Regions from separate parts of the Mus musculus genome. Here region 2 is linked to region 1. Evidence: chromatin contacts called from public HiChIP or PLAC-seq data. All regions are on one chromosome and are shown on one strand. The core of a region is the stretch at or near the end of the contact, and the rest is flanking DNA. Distances in the headings are between cores, read along the strand shown. Region 1 overlaps Gm36377 (a long non-coding RNA gene). Region 2 has its middle 51 kb from the start of 8030423J24Rik.

Region 1 (6,116 bases), core at 2,274-4,773:
AGGTCCATGGCTGATATGTCAGCTAAGAGACACCCCAGTTAAATCCCATGGAAATGAGCACACATGTATGACTGATCAGGGCCTTTGAGTATGCCCTCCCTGGGTACCATGCCCCGGGTTAAGACAAGTGTCATGGGTGTCCCCCTCTCCTCCCTTCAATATACTTAAGACATGACTCTTGGTGGACACCAGGCATATGGTTATTTTCCATCTCTTATCCTCCCCCCTGCCCAACAACAGGTGGTCACTCTGAAGAACTGGCTGGGGCATGCAGGTGACACGCCTTGCCATCCCAGGAGGGAGTGTTCCCAGCTCTCCAAGGTCCATTCAGTGCACGTCCTCTGGAGGGCCTGCTGGTGCTGGTGTATCTTCTCTGGTTATTTCTGTGCAATGCTTCGCTGGGTCCTTCTGGATCTTTCTCTTCGCATTTCCACCCCCTCCCTACACAACATGCATCACTGAGTCTCGCTGGTGCTGTTTCCACAACAAGTGGTGGTACCTTCCTCTGCATCCATGCTCTCAGCTCCGCACGCTTCCAGCTTTCCCCTGGATCCTTGGAGGGAGGACTAACTTCCTGCCATGTGCTCCCAGAATGTGCCCCACCCCTCCTTGCTCACCATCCTTCACCTCCCAGCCATGAGCATTGTCCAAGAGACAGAGGCTGGATGGTTTAAAGGTTCTTCTGCAGCAGTCACAAAGCCATACTTCCTTCTGTGGGTCTGCTCCAAGCCAGTCTTTCTGTATATGATCCCTCTCATTCTCCAAATCTGTGTGGTTGCCTACCCTCAGCCCAAACATGGCCAGCTCCGGTCCTTCAGGTTCACACCACCAGGCATCTCCCCCAAATGGCCTCCGTATCACATTACTTGAAATAAATATAAAATATTCAAAGTAGGTGAGTGTGAGAGTCAGAACTCACAGCCATGTACTTCACCGTTGCTTCGAGCCCCAAATACCATGCAAGCAGGTGGTTTATCTTGAATGCATTGATGAGTTTGGTTGCTTTAGCTAGTCAAACAAGGCCTGTGCTGATTTAAAGTGAGTCCTTGAAGGTCAGAGGTATCAAGCGGCTGGTCCCGTGGGTCACAGAGAAGTGGTAGAGTTAGGACTTCAGCTTGCGTGCCAGAGAAGGTAGAGGCCATCTTGTGCCAGATTTGCTTTATGATTTCGAGCTGTCTCCCAGAAGCCAGCACAGCATCTCAGACACAGCACACTTTCTGACAGGCCCCAGAGGGCCTAGCCTCAGGCATGCATGGGGCTTTTCACTTACTACACACTTTGCCTGCACCACTCTGTTCTTCCAGGTCTGTGTGAGGAAGCCTGCCTTCCACGCTCGGATGAGGCCTTACCACCTCCCTGAGGCTTCACAGGCTTTTGGTTTCCACCCCTCTTCCTGTTTCCACCTGCCTATCCCCCCTGTACACACCTGAGACCCAGCTTCTGGGGTCTCTGGTACTTGTCCATGGTGCTATAATGTTACTTTAGTGATGGCGTCCCACCTAGAGCACCTGCCTTCTCCTGGCCAAGAGCCCTTGCTTCATTTTCTTCTCCTTGCTTGTCACCCCAGCACTGTGGCAGATGTCTACTAAATGGTGACTATGTCCTGGATGCGATTAACACCCGGGACTCTGGGGGAACAGGAGAAGAACGAGGGTCTCCCTAACACAGTGTGTTCTCCGGTCCTCTACCCAGAACTCCTTGTCTCATGTTGCCAGTTTCTTGCACAGTCTCTTTGACAGCCAGGCTTATTTCTACCTCAACATATCAACGTCAGCAGCATCTCCCTAGTCCCTTCTGGCACCAGGCCTGGAGCTGTAACCTATAAAGCATGCTGTAAATGAAACTGGAGGCGCATCGCCCTAAACTCATCAGAGACGCTTAGACCCACCAAGTCATAGGCAAACCTTTGAAAGTGTGGGTGGCTGTTGTGTTAAATAGCAACCCCCAGAAAGTGGCCTTTGTCACGTACTTCTTTTTCCTGACAATTCCAGTTCTCCTCTTGTGCATGGTGTCGTCATCTTCCCAAGCCCCAGTCACCAACTATCCATCTCCATTCTCAGACACACTCACATTGATCTTTAAGCCTTGTGTCCAGTCCCACCTCTCTCTGTAAGAAGTCCCCACCATCTGGAGATGTCAAAGATATTGCTGGCTGATTGATTTCTTGCATCAGCCAAGCCATGTGGATGTCTTTCCTGTCTGTCTGCTTACCAGGTCTTTTGTGTTCCTCACGATGGGCTCACTGTGTACCTCACTCCTGCTACATACCGTATATGGATGTAGGATTAAAATTCTCCAGAGCACTAAGATAACCAGGAGCTGCCTCTGGGAATATTCCAGGGGACCAAAGAGCTACTCCCACAGGGAGGCCCCCGTTTGTGATCCATGTATTTCAGTATGTGTGGGGAACATCCTTGCGACTTAAACAAGACATCTTTAAGCTGGCCTTACTGTGAGACAGATCCCACATTGACACTCTGTGGCCACTAAAACAAGGGCTGATGGATTCCATTCACTGTCCCTCACACAATGACCCTTTGATGTCTTTGGTCTTATCTGAGGAAATATCTTTCTCCATTTGTGAGCCTGGATGTAGGCTTGTGTCTCATGGGAGTCTTCTAGGAGAATTTGGAAAATGCAGGATCCCTTAGAGCATCCATAAAAGACTCATGATGCCAGTGTTTGCAAGCTAGAGTCCCCAGTGAAGGAGCTAGAGAAAGGACCAAAGGAGCTGAAGGGGTTTGCAACCCCATAGGAGGAACAACAATATGAACTAACCAGTACCCCCAGAGTTCCCAGGGACTAAACCACCAACCAAAGAATACACATGGTGGGACTCACGGCTCCAGCTGCATATGTAGCAGAGGATGGCCTAGTCAGACATCAATGAGAGGATAGGCCCTTGGTCCTGTGAAGGCTCGATACCCCAGTGTAGAGGAATGCCAGGGCCAGAAGGTGGGAGTGGGTGGGTTGGTGAGCAGGAGGAGGGGGGAGGGGGTGGGGGAGGGGTTTTTTTTTTTCCGGAGGGGAAACCAGAAAAGAGGATAAAATTTGAAAGGTAAATAAAGAAAATATCCAATAAACAAACAAACAAACAAATCTCTTCATTCTCTGTCAGAGTGTTCCAGACTTGACATGCCCAGGTCAACTACACTCCTGTTAGTTATAGCCAGCACCTGAGGTTGAGACCTCCCACACAACCCTCCTTTCCCATGTGAACACTCATGTCCAGCTTTTCAGGGTAGCAGCCCAGCCAGCATAACAGTCCATGCAACCCTGACCCTGCCGTCACCACAAGCAGTGTCCACTCCTGTCTGAGTGCCCAGCATCTGCCACACACATCAAGACAAAGGTACTCTTAAATGTAAGTCCGCGATATCTTCCCTGGATTAAGAAAGGAAACCCCAACATTAGAAGACTGTCAGCGATTCTTGCCTGCCTGTCTTCTCCTTCCTGGACAGCTGTGTCCCCTTCCTGTTGCCTGGCATGTGTCCGTCTTCCTGAAGACCTCTGCCCTGCTCTTCATTTCCTCTGGCTTCTCTTCCTTCCCCTGACCTCTGACCTCAGCTCACTCATACCTCTGCTCCAAGGCTACCCAGCCAGAGAGCTGCCTGGCACACAGCCAGTCCCTGCCTCTCAGCTGTCATCCCCAGCAGATGATGTCTATCTATGCATTTGCTCACTGCCTCTCTCCCCAGGAGTGGGGGCTTCCATGAAGATAACCTTCTCACTGTTTACTGCTGTGTCCCCAGGGCTGACATCATTCCTCACACATGACAATCACTCAAAAAAATAGTTGTTGAAAGAAGTGTGAGTGAAGGAACTGATGGAAGCTTTCCAGCTGGTATCTAAAGGAACTCACAACCCCGGGAGAAGAGGAACGGAAAGTGTAAGCAATGGTGAGTTTTGATATCCACCCAGAGGGCTTGAAAAGTTTGGAGTATGGGAAAGCGTGTGTGTGAGCATCAGGAAAACTCTTACATCCCAAAACATGGGGGGAGAACCAAGATGGTTTTTAGAAGGCGAAATAACGAACTCCAAGATGTAGTGACAATGGAATATTATTCAGCATTAAAGAGAAATAAGCAGCCGAGTGATTAAAGGGGCTTGGGGGAGGGAGAGGCCTTAAATGCTGATTCATCAAGGAACAATGCCCACGTAAGAAGGCTTTGTTTTCTGTGATCCCATGACACTTGGGAAAGGCAGAACTGCAGAGTCAATGAGGATGCTGGTGGCTTTTGGCCCCACCAGGGTGGGAAGGGCAAGAGGCAGAGCAGAGGGAGATCACACAGCAGGGCAGCTGTTCTTTTGACTCTGTGATGTAGGCATACACACTTTTAGAAACCCATGGAGTGTCGAACTCTCAGATGAACCCTAATGTGGAGCAATAACTTCTACTAAACGAGCATGAATGGGGTGGGAGTTATTGCCACAGAGAGCTGCACACAGGTGGGGACAGGAGTGCATGGGAAAAACCTCTCTGTACTTTCCACTTGCTTTTTAAAATAAAGGTAAAACCTTTAAAAAGTAAAGTCTACTGGGAAAACACACAAGAACAAAGTGTTGGAGCAAGAACAGTAACCTAGTCTGGGGTAGTTTGGTGTGTTGAAGACAAGGCAGTCTGTAAGTGTCTTGAGAGGGTAAGGGGCCATGGATACTTGTATGGAGCAACTGAGGCAAGAGGTGGGCACAGGTCAGGTTGGACAGACATTCACATGCTAGGGTAGCAAAGTTTTAGATAATGAAGTTTAGGAATCAATAGTGTGGATGTGCGAATAACAGGAACAATGTCCACATGATTGACCTAGGAATTTGACAGGGGAATAGCAGTAGAGAAGTGTACTGGCTAGTTTCATGTGGCAACTTGACACAAGCTGGAGTTACCACAGAGAAAGGATCCTCCCTTGAGGAAATGCCTCCATGAGATTCAGCTGTAAGGCATTTTCTCAATTAGTGATCAAGAGGGGAGAGCTCCGTCCATTATTGTGGGTGGTGTCATCCCTGGGCTGGTAGTCTTGGGTTCTGTAAGAGAGAGCAAAGTGAACAAATCAGAGGAAACAAGCCAGGAAGTAACATTCCTTCATGGCCTCTGCATCACCTCCTGCTTCCTGACCTGCTTGACTCCCAATCCTGACTTCCTTTGGTGATGAACAACAATGTGGAAGTATAAGCTGAATAAATTCTCTCCTCCCCAACTTGCTTCTTGGTTATGATATTTGTTCAGGAATAGAAACCCTGACTAAAACAAGATGGAAAGAGACTGTTCTGTTGTTGTGATGAAGATGCCGGGGGGTGGGGGGGAGGGTAGGAGGGGTGCTGGAGAGATGACTAAGTGGTTAAAGCACTGACTGCTCTTCTGACGGTCTTGAGTTCAAATCCAAGCAACCACATGGTGTCTCACAACCATTCATAATGAGAACTGACACCCTCTTCTGACGTGTCTGAAGACAGTTACAGTATACTTAGATTTAAAAAAAAAATGTCAGGGGACACTTGGCCACTGTCCACATAGGAGAACAAGAGGGAAGGGGATCCGGTCTGAATAGATACTATTGGCACTGGCAGAGTGGGAGGATTGGTGTGCTGAGGGAGAAGAGGTTGTGTTGACTCTTGGAATTCTAGCTTGAACCATGTGAAAGTGGCGTGGGCACATCACTTCCTGTGTAGACTATCTCGTTCAACTTTTGAGTTTAACCTTGTGAAGATAATAGAGCCCAACCATGTGGATGGTGAGTGGCTACTTGCATTCCTAGTTTCACCAATATTTTAACATGCATGTATGCATTTATTTGTGTGTATTTGCCTGTGTCTGCATGCTTGTGTGTGTGCATGTCATGGCAAGAGGAGCTGTAGTTGATTCTTGTCCTTCAGTGTGTGTGCGTCCTAGAGTTTGAACTCGGGTTACTAGACTTGGTGGCAAGCACCAGTACCTGTTAAGCCATCTCACTGGCCCTACTAAGCGACTAAGTTCATAACCAGGACTTTAATATCAAAGAGGCGTCTGGTTGGGGGTTACTGTGAACCCTGATTTCTTTCATTGTTTCATTCATTACACAGAATGTCACTCTGCTCTTTGGAGCTGGGACATAGAGGAAGGAAAGGCCAAATTGCCTCTT
Region 2 (6,116 bases), core at 1,200-3,699, 280 kb after region 1:
ATAGGTATGGGCCTTGAATTCCTGATCTTTCCATGGCTTTTATCATGAAGGGGTGTTGGATTTTGTCAAATGCTTTCTTAGCATCTAACAAGATGATCATGTGATTTTTGTCTTTGAGTTTGTTTATATAGTGGATTACGTTGATAGATTTCCGTATATTAAACCATCCCTGCATCCCTGGGATGAAGCCTACTTGGTCATGCTAATCAGTTCCCCCAGAGCTCGTGTCTCTAGCTGCATATGTAGCAGAAGATGGCCTAGTTGGTCATCATTGAGAAGAGAGGCCCCTTGGTCTTGCAAACTTTATATGCCCCAGTACAGGGGAGTGCCAGGGCCAAGAAGTGGGAGTGAGTGGGTACGGGAGCAGGGCAAGGGGAGGGTATAGGGGACTTTCGGGATAGCATTTGAAATGTAAATGAAGAATATACCAATGAAAAATTTAAAAAAAGAAATGGTTTTAATATATTGCTTTAAATGAATGTGTAGTTTATGCTATTTTGTATACTGTGATTTATAAATGAAAACCAGACTCAAACTTTCACTCAGTGAATGACAATTGTCTGTGGAAAGAAATAGTTTCCACTCTTCTCAGCCTCATCAATTAAATCAGGAAGCCAGTCTTGTGTTTTGTTTGACCCTGTTACCAGCTACTCTTCACTCTTCGTTCCAGTCACATGGAGGTTGGTTTCTCTGTGATGTTATTGCCACCAACTGAGGTCAGGCACTCACATCTCATACCTGATTGTCACTGAAATATGGGCACAAATGACCTGCAAGAGAAAGGGTAGTTAACCCTTTCACGAAGGCAGTTATGAGATGGGAGTTATCTTCTTCCTTCTCTCCTCCCTCCCTTTTTGCCTCTGCACACCTATACTGGGCAGGCATACTCCTCAAGCCAATGCATCCACAGAGACAATCATCAAAAGCCAGTCCATAAGGCTGATTATGCAGAACCTTTCGAAATGTTATGGCATAGAAGCAAGCCACACACTGGCTACTGGGACTATGCAGAGGGTTTTCTGTCTATGCTGAGAATGGAGAGATGGGCAGCTGGGAGGCAATGAAGGAGGTGGCTTCTGCTCCAGGACCAGGCAGTAGCAGAGGACAGAGCATCAAACGGGAGTAGAGACCACATGGGTATCCATGTGCCTTTCCGAATGGCTTGAAGGCTGGCTTCAAGAGAGAGGCAGAAGAGAAGACTGGGAAGGAGTACAGGCCAGTGCGTGTTTCATGTAACTCCCGTGGCATCTAGAAGTGTCTTTTACCACGTAAAATGATAAAGGATGGACTATAGGTCACTAAACAGAAATCACCATGTTTTGTTTCTAGAATGAAGGAGAATGAGCTTGTAGGCAACATGAAAACACATTTCCAGTCAATGAATGTGTGTGTTGCTTCTTCTTGTAATTTTGGAGATTATAATGCGATAGCAGCCCTTGTTTCCTTTTCTCCCTCCAAACTCTCAGGCCCGGAGTAGAAATAACTATGTGCATCGAGCCTCCTGTGGGCCTGGAAACAGAACTAGCTATCAGATGTATACATTTGCCGTGAAGCTCCTTTGGAATTATGTAGGGAGAAATTCAATTCTACACTAATGTGATCCAGAGTTACATGATAGAACGTGGAGAATGAATGTGGTCTTAATCACTATAGTTACCGGAATGAACCTCGCCACCGAGAGACCTTAGTACCTGGTCAGAAAAGTCTCCAACGCCATACAGAAAAAGTTGTTAATTGTACATGGACACAGGTGAGTGGGCGTAAACTGGGGAAAAAATGGTTGGCTGAGCAGTTTTCGCAAGCTGCATTCTATGCAACGGAAACGGGAGAGTTAAGTTCTGAGACTGCCTGAAATGTCATCACACTAGTCCACTCTAATAGTCCCCGAAGACATTTCTCATCTCCACTCCCACACTTCTGGTCCAACTAACCTGCACTCTATCAGACTAATGCTCCCCAAACACCCATTTGATCATGACATTGCCTGGGTCAAACAGTTACAACCTAGACAGCGTTCATCTAACAAATATTTATCATTTGGCAGTCTGGGGTGCAGGGCTACAGCAACGCCAATGTGAACAAGCCATTTTGCACCGTCTCCACAGTGCTCAGAGCATGGACCCGATGCTGGGGCAGAGCAGCATTGCCAGCACTGAACTCAGAGCATGGCCCAGATGCTGGGCACAGTGCTCAGAGCAAGGTCTGGATGCTGGGCACAGTGCTCAGAGCGAAGCCTGGATGCTGGGTGCTCAGAGCATGGGCCGAATGCTGGGTACTGTGCTCAGAACACGGCCCAGATGCAGGGCACAGGTGCTCTAAGCGAGGCCCAATTGCTGGGCTCTGTGCTCAGAGCATCGCCAGCACTGAACTCAGAGCATGGTCCAGATACTGGGCACAGTGCTCAAAGCATGACCCAGATGCTGGGGCAGAGCAACACTATATTATGTCAGTTCCTCTGCTGGGTAAAACTAAATTTTCTACTTCTTCTTTTGATTGTATGACAGTGAGCATATGGTTCTTATGTGTATTTCCCCAAAATAGATTTTTCTTAAGTACCAGTTGGAAATTGTGACTGTCTCTCTCACACTACCCAGAATTCAGCACACATCAACCATGCTCATGGTTTTGACCCCCAGACAGCATGCCCTCTCATTCAGGATGTTTGTCCATAGTTCCAGCTATTTTTGTGTCTACTTCAAAATTTTACTTCTCCTCTAGGAAGATACTCTACCCTTCCTTCCTGATTACAGCCTGGGTAAAAGGGTGATCCACTGGCTTAGAATAAGAAATCACTTCCTGGGTGTCATTAAATTGCAAAGAGTCTTTGTCACCTGACCAGGCTTCTTACTTCATAGGTTGTTTCTAAATGACCTTAACCTACTCTCAAGATTTCAACTAGGTCGAATTGCATCCCAACCTTTGGAGGTTTCATGTAGAGAAAAATATAGCAATCAGTAGAATTGGATTTTGCCGTATTGAGCGCACTTATCCTGTGGCTGAATGTCCTAGGTCATACACATTATAATATCTCAATATAATATCAGGTTATGTGCACAGCTTGGGCATAGGAGATTCATGGAGAGGCGATTAATCTGCCATTTATGCCTTTATACTCCAAACTTGAAATACATCTTTCTCATAGGATCTCATCTTGGAAGAAAGTGATTTCCCTTTTGACTAGTTTCCTCAGTCAGGGTAGAACATGTGTTCCTTGAAGACTGGCAGCCTTTTTGGAGATTGAACAGTGAGACCAACTTCCTCAAGACATCTGTCAATCTGAAAAGAGCCCTCCCATCCGCTGAGCCTTACACACAGGCACTTCGCAGAGTCAAGTAGAAGCAGTCTGCTAACTATTACACGTCTGGAAGCTATTTCCCTGGTTTTAAGTAGCCAGGATTTGTTGCTAATACAGTCAGAGTCAGCATTACACCCACACTCATAAATGACTTATTTAGAAAGAAGCAAGACATGTTGTGACTTGGCTGTCTTCTCATTTTTGGAGATAAGGTAAAATTTCCTAGTTACAGAACATGAAAACAAACATATTACAGTTACTTAACATATGTTATAAGTAAATAACTGGTGGGGCACATTCACCCTTTCTCCCCCTCTGCCTTTTATTATTTCCTTTGAACTAACGCATTCCCCCAGCTGCTAGACATATGTTTTGTGAGGGATGGATTTGGCTCCTTGGGAGTAGCAGTCACAGCATGATTCTCTCTTATCTTCTGCTGAGCATTGCAGTATTGGGTGTACGAGGATATATTAAAATGCCACAGAGGTAGTCTGGTTCTCCGTACTTGGTTCCGTTCTGGACTTGCTGGCTGCCACAGCACAGAGATGGCATCAGCCTCTTCCAGACTGGCCATCAAAGAGAAAAGTAGGGCCAGACTTTTCATTCTCTAAAGGTTAGAATGTTGTCCTACTGTGGTCAAACTGCCTATAGAATATCATCCTCCTGTGGTCAAGCTGCCTATAGAATGTTGTCTTACTATGGTTAAGCTACCTATAGAAAGCAGAACTTCCTAGTGGCGTTCATCATCTGGTATTCTTGCACTGGCCTGCTGTGGACATTTCTAGATCCAGCACTTCTGTGCCCAGAAAATCTAGCAGGTTCTTGCCTTCTCTTACTTCATTCATGAGATATACACTAAGTGATGTTTGAAGTGGGCAGTTGAATTAATCATATAACTCACCTTTTGTGATTTGGATCTCCAGTGTTCCCCAAACCATGCTAACATGCTAACAGTCTGCTCACCAGTCCCAGGTACTGTTCGAATGTGGTGAAACTTTTAGGAAGTGGGACTAAGTGAAAGGAAGTGAAGCCATTGGCCTTGACAAAATATATGGCTCATTCTCTTGCCTTCGCTTTCCATAAGATCAGCAGTGTTTCCTACCACATACTCCTGGCTGGCTTCAAAACAATGGAGCCAGCAACCACAGACTGGACCCTCTGAACCCATGAGTCTCAAATAAATAAATGCATGTTCTTTACAAGTTGAGGTTTTCAGAAACCTTGTCCTGGATGGGAATTGAATAACAGACTTCCCAAGAGTGGTTCTGATGACGAAGTCTTTGCTGCAATGTCAATGACGAAAATGCTGGCAGGGTGACTGTTACTGCAGCAGCAGTGGTAGTTAGATATACACAAACATATACATAAAGAACAGTTAGAAGTGTAACTATTTTGTAACTAGAAATTAATAAAAATCACTATAAATCACTTTTATTAGTTTTTACTTTAACAAGTAAATAGCCTATATCTTAACAGTTTGGATAAGTTGAATAGAGCATATAAAATATCGTCTTTCTGACACTTCCTTTTTTTTTTTTTTGGTTTCGGTTTTGGTTTTTCGAGACAGGGTTTCTCTATGTAGCCCTGGCTGTCCTGGAACTCACTCTGTAGACCAGGCTGGCCTCGAACTCAGAAATCCGCCTGCCTCTGCCTCCCGTGTGCTAGGATTAAAGGCATGTGCCACCACGCCCATCTCTGACACTTCCTTTTAAAGGCAATGTATTTTACATTTTAAACTTATTTAGTTTTGGCTCAAACTTGCATATGGTGGTTGTGTCACAAAACCTATTTATTCCACTCTATGGAATTTTAATCCACAAATTATTCATCTTCCCCAGGGCAGTAAATGCTAAAAGTAGTATGCATTTAGGATTTGGACTTAAGGAGAAATGGAGACAAAACATTCCTACCCAGGTTCTTCTACTTCTGGTGTCTGCCATTTGGACGGAGTGCATGCTAGTGTCAATAACCAACCCTGCTGGATTGCTGTTGGGTCACATCTATGGCGGACGAACCCAGTTTTGCTTAATTAGAGTGGATAATGGCCTACACTTAACAGTCACGTCTCCTCTGTCTCTACCTGGCTATCCCAGCTCTCAAGGCTTATCTTGGTTCTGATGGATGCCCGTTTGGAGGAGTTCTGTCCAGGCGTTCTGTGGAGTCCTGGTCATTATTTGTCAATGTTTTCTCCTGATGGGGCAAAGGACTGTGGAGTTAAGTTTCCATTTCTGTTATATCACAGCAAATATATGTACTATGTTCCAGCAAAATGGCTTCCCATCTTCTCTCCTAGTGCACAGGATGAAGGCTTACCACTGTTAACCCACTCTCATTCCAAGCACTGAATTCTTTGGAAGGAAGTCACGATGTATAGTAGATGTGTAAGCAGGGACATGTTATGCATTAGAGGTGGGCGTGGACACTGATTGCTTGAAATTATCGTGCATAGAAGGACCAGCCATTTGACATTGCCCCTGTCCATTTGCATACTTCTGCAATTATCCATTTCTGTCTGGAAGGACTCTGGAATATTTATCTCATTCTCTGCCCTATGATCTAATTCTATTGACTTTGTTGCTTAGATTACCTAACATTGGCTTCTACATCTTTTTGACATACCCCTGTCGCCTTGATATTTGTTTACATTTTTACTAACCTTGAGCATGTATTTTGCGTATGCACCACAGGCTGCTGTAAGCTTAGTTTGTATCTGGTCACAATCATAGAAACAATCATTCCCCCAGTCTAAAATAAGGATTTCTCATGCTATTTATATTCAGTACTCTCAACTGACATAGCAAGAGATATATCACATTAAGGC

Evidence for each region. HiChIP or PLAC-seq counts read pairs in DNA pulled down with a chosen protein or histone mark.
Region 2: an H3K27ac HiChIP or PLAC-seq map of microglia shows a contact between it and region 1, with 6 times the contacts expected there. The contact joins two enhancer-like sites. A contact is called at or near these places in 4 of 39 promoter capture datasets (the C10 cell line, cranial neural crest and stem cell-derived epiblast-like cells), 1 of 484 Hi-C or Micro-C datasets (myeloid progenitors) and 1 of 115 datasets of contacts at active chromatin or transcription factors (microglia).

The regions. Positions count from the first base shown.
Region 1 is chr13:70,646,543-70,652,658 of GRCm38.p6, forward strand. It overlaps Gm36377 (a long non-coding RNA gene), which reads right to left. Exons shown (of 3, transcript XR_382634.3): 3 at 4,044-5,022. Among named protein-coding and RNA genes, the nearest start is that of Gm36377, 6.2 kb to the right of the region's middle. Within about 2 kb of position 3,524, at least 16 of the 459 cell types and tissues checked have an H3K27ac peak or open chromatin away from gene starts, as enhancers often do. A contact at or near this core is called in microglia, where this site is marked.
Region 2 is chr13:70,931,147-70,937,262 of GRCm38.p6, forward strand. No RefSeq gene overlaps it. Among named protein-coding and RNA genes, the nearest start is that of 8030423J24Rik, 51 kb to the left of the region's middle. Within about 2 kb of position 2,450, at least 9 of the 459 cell types and tissues checked have an H3K27ac peak or open chromatin away from gene starts, as enhancers often do. A contact at or near this core is called in microglia, where this site is marked.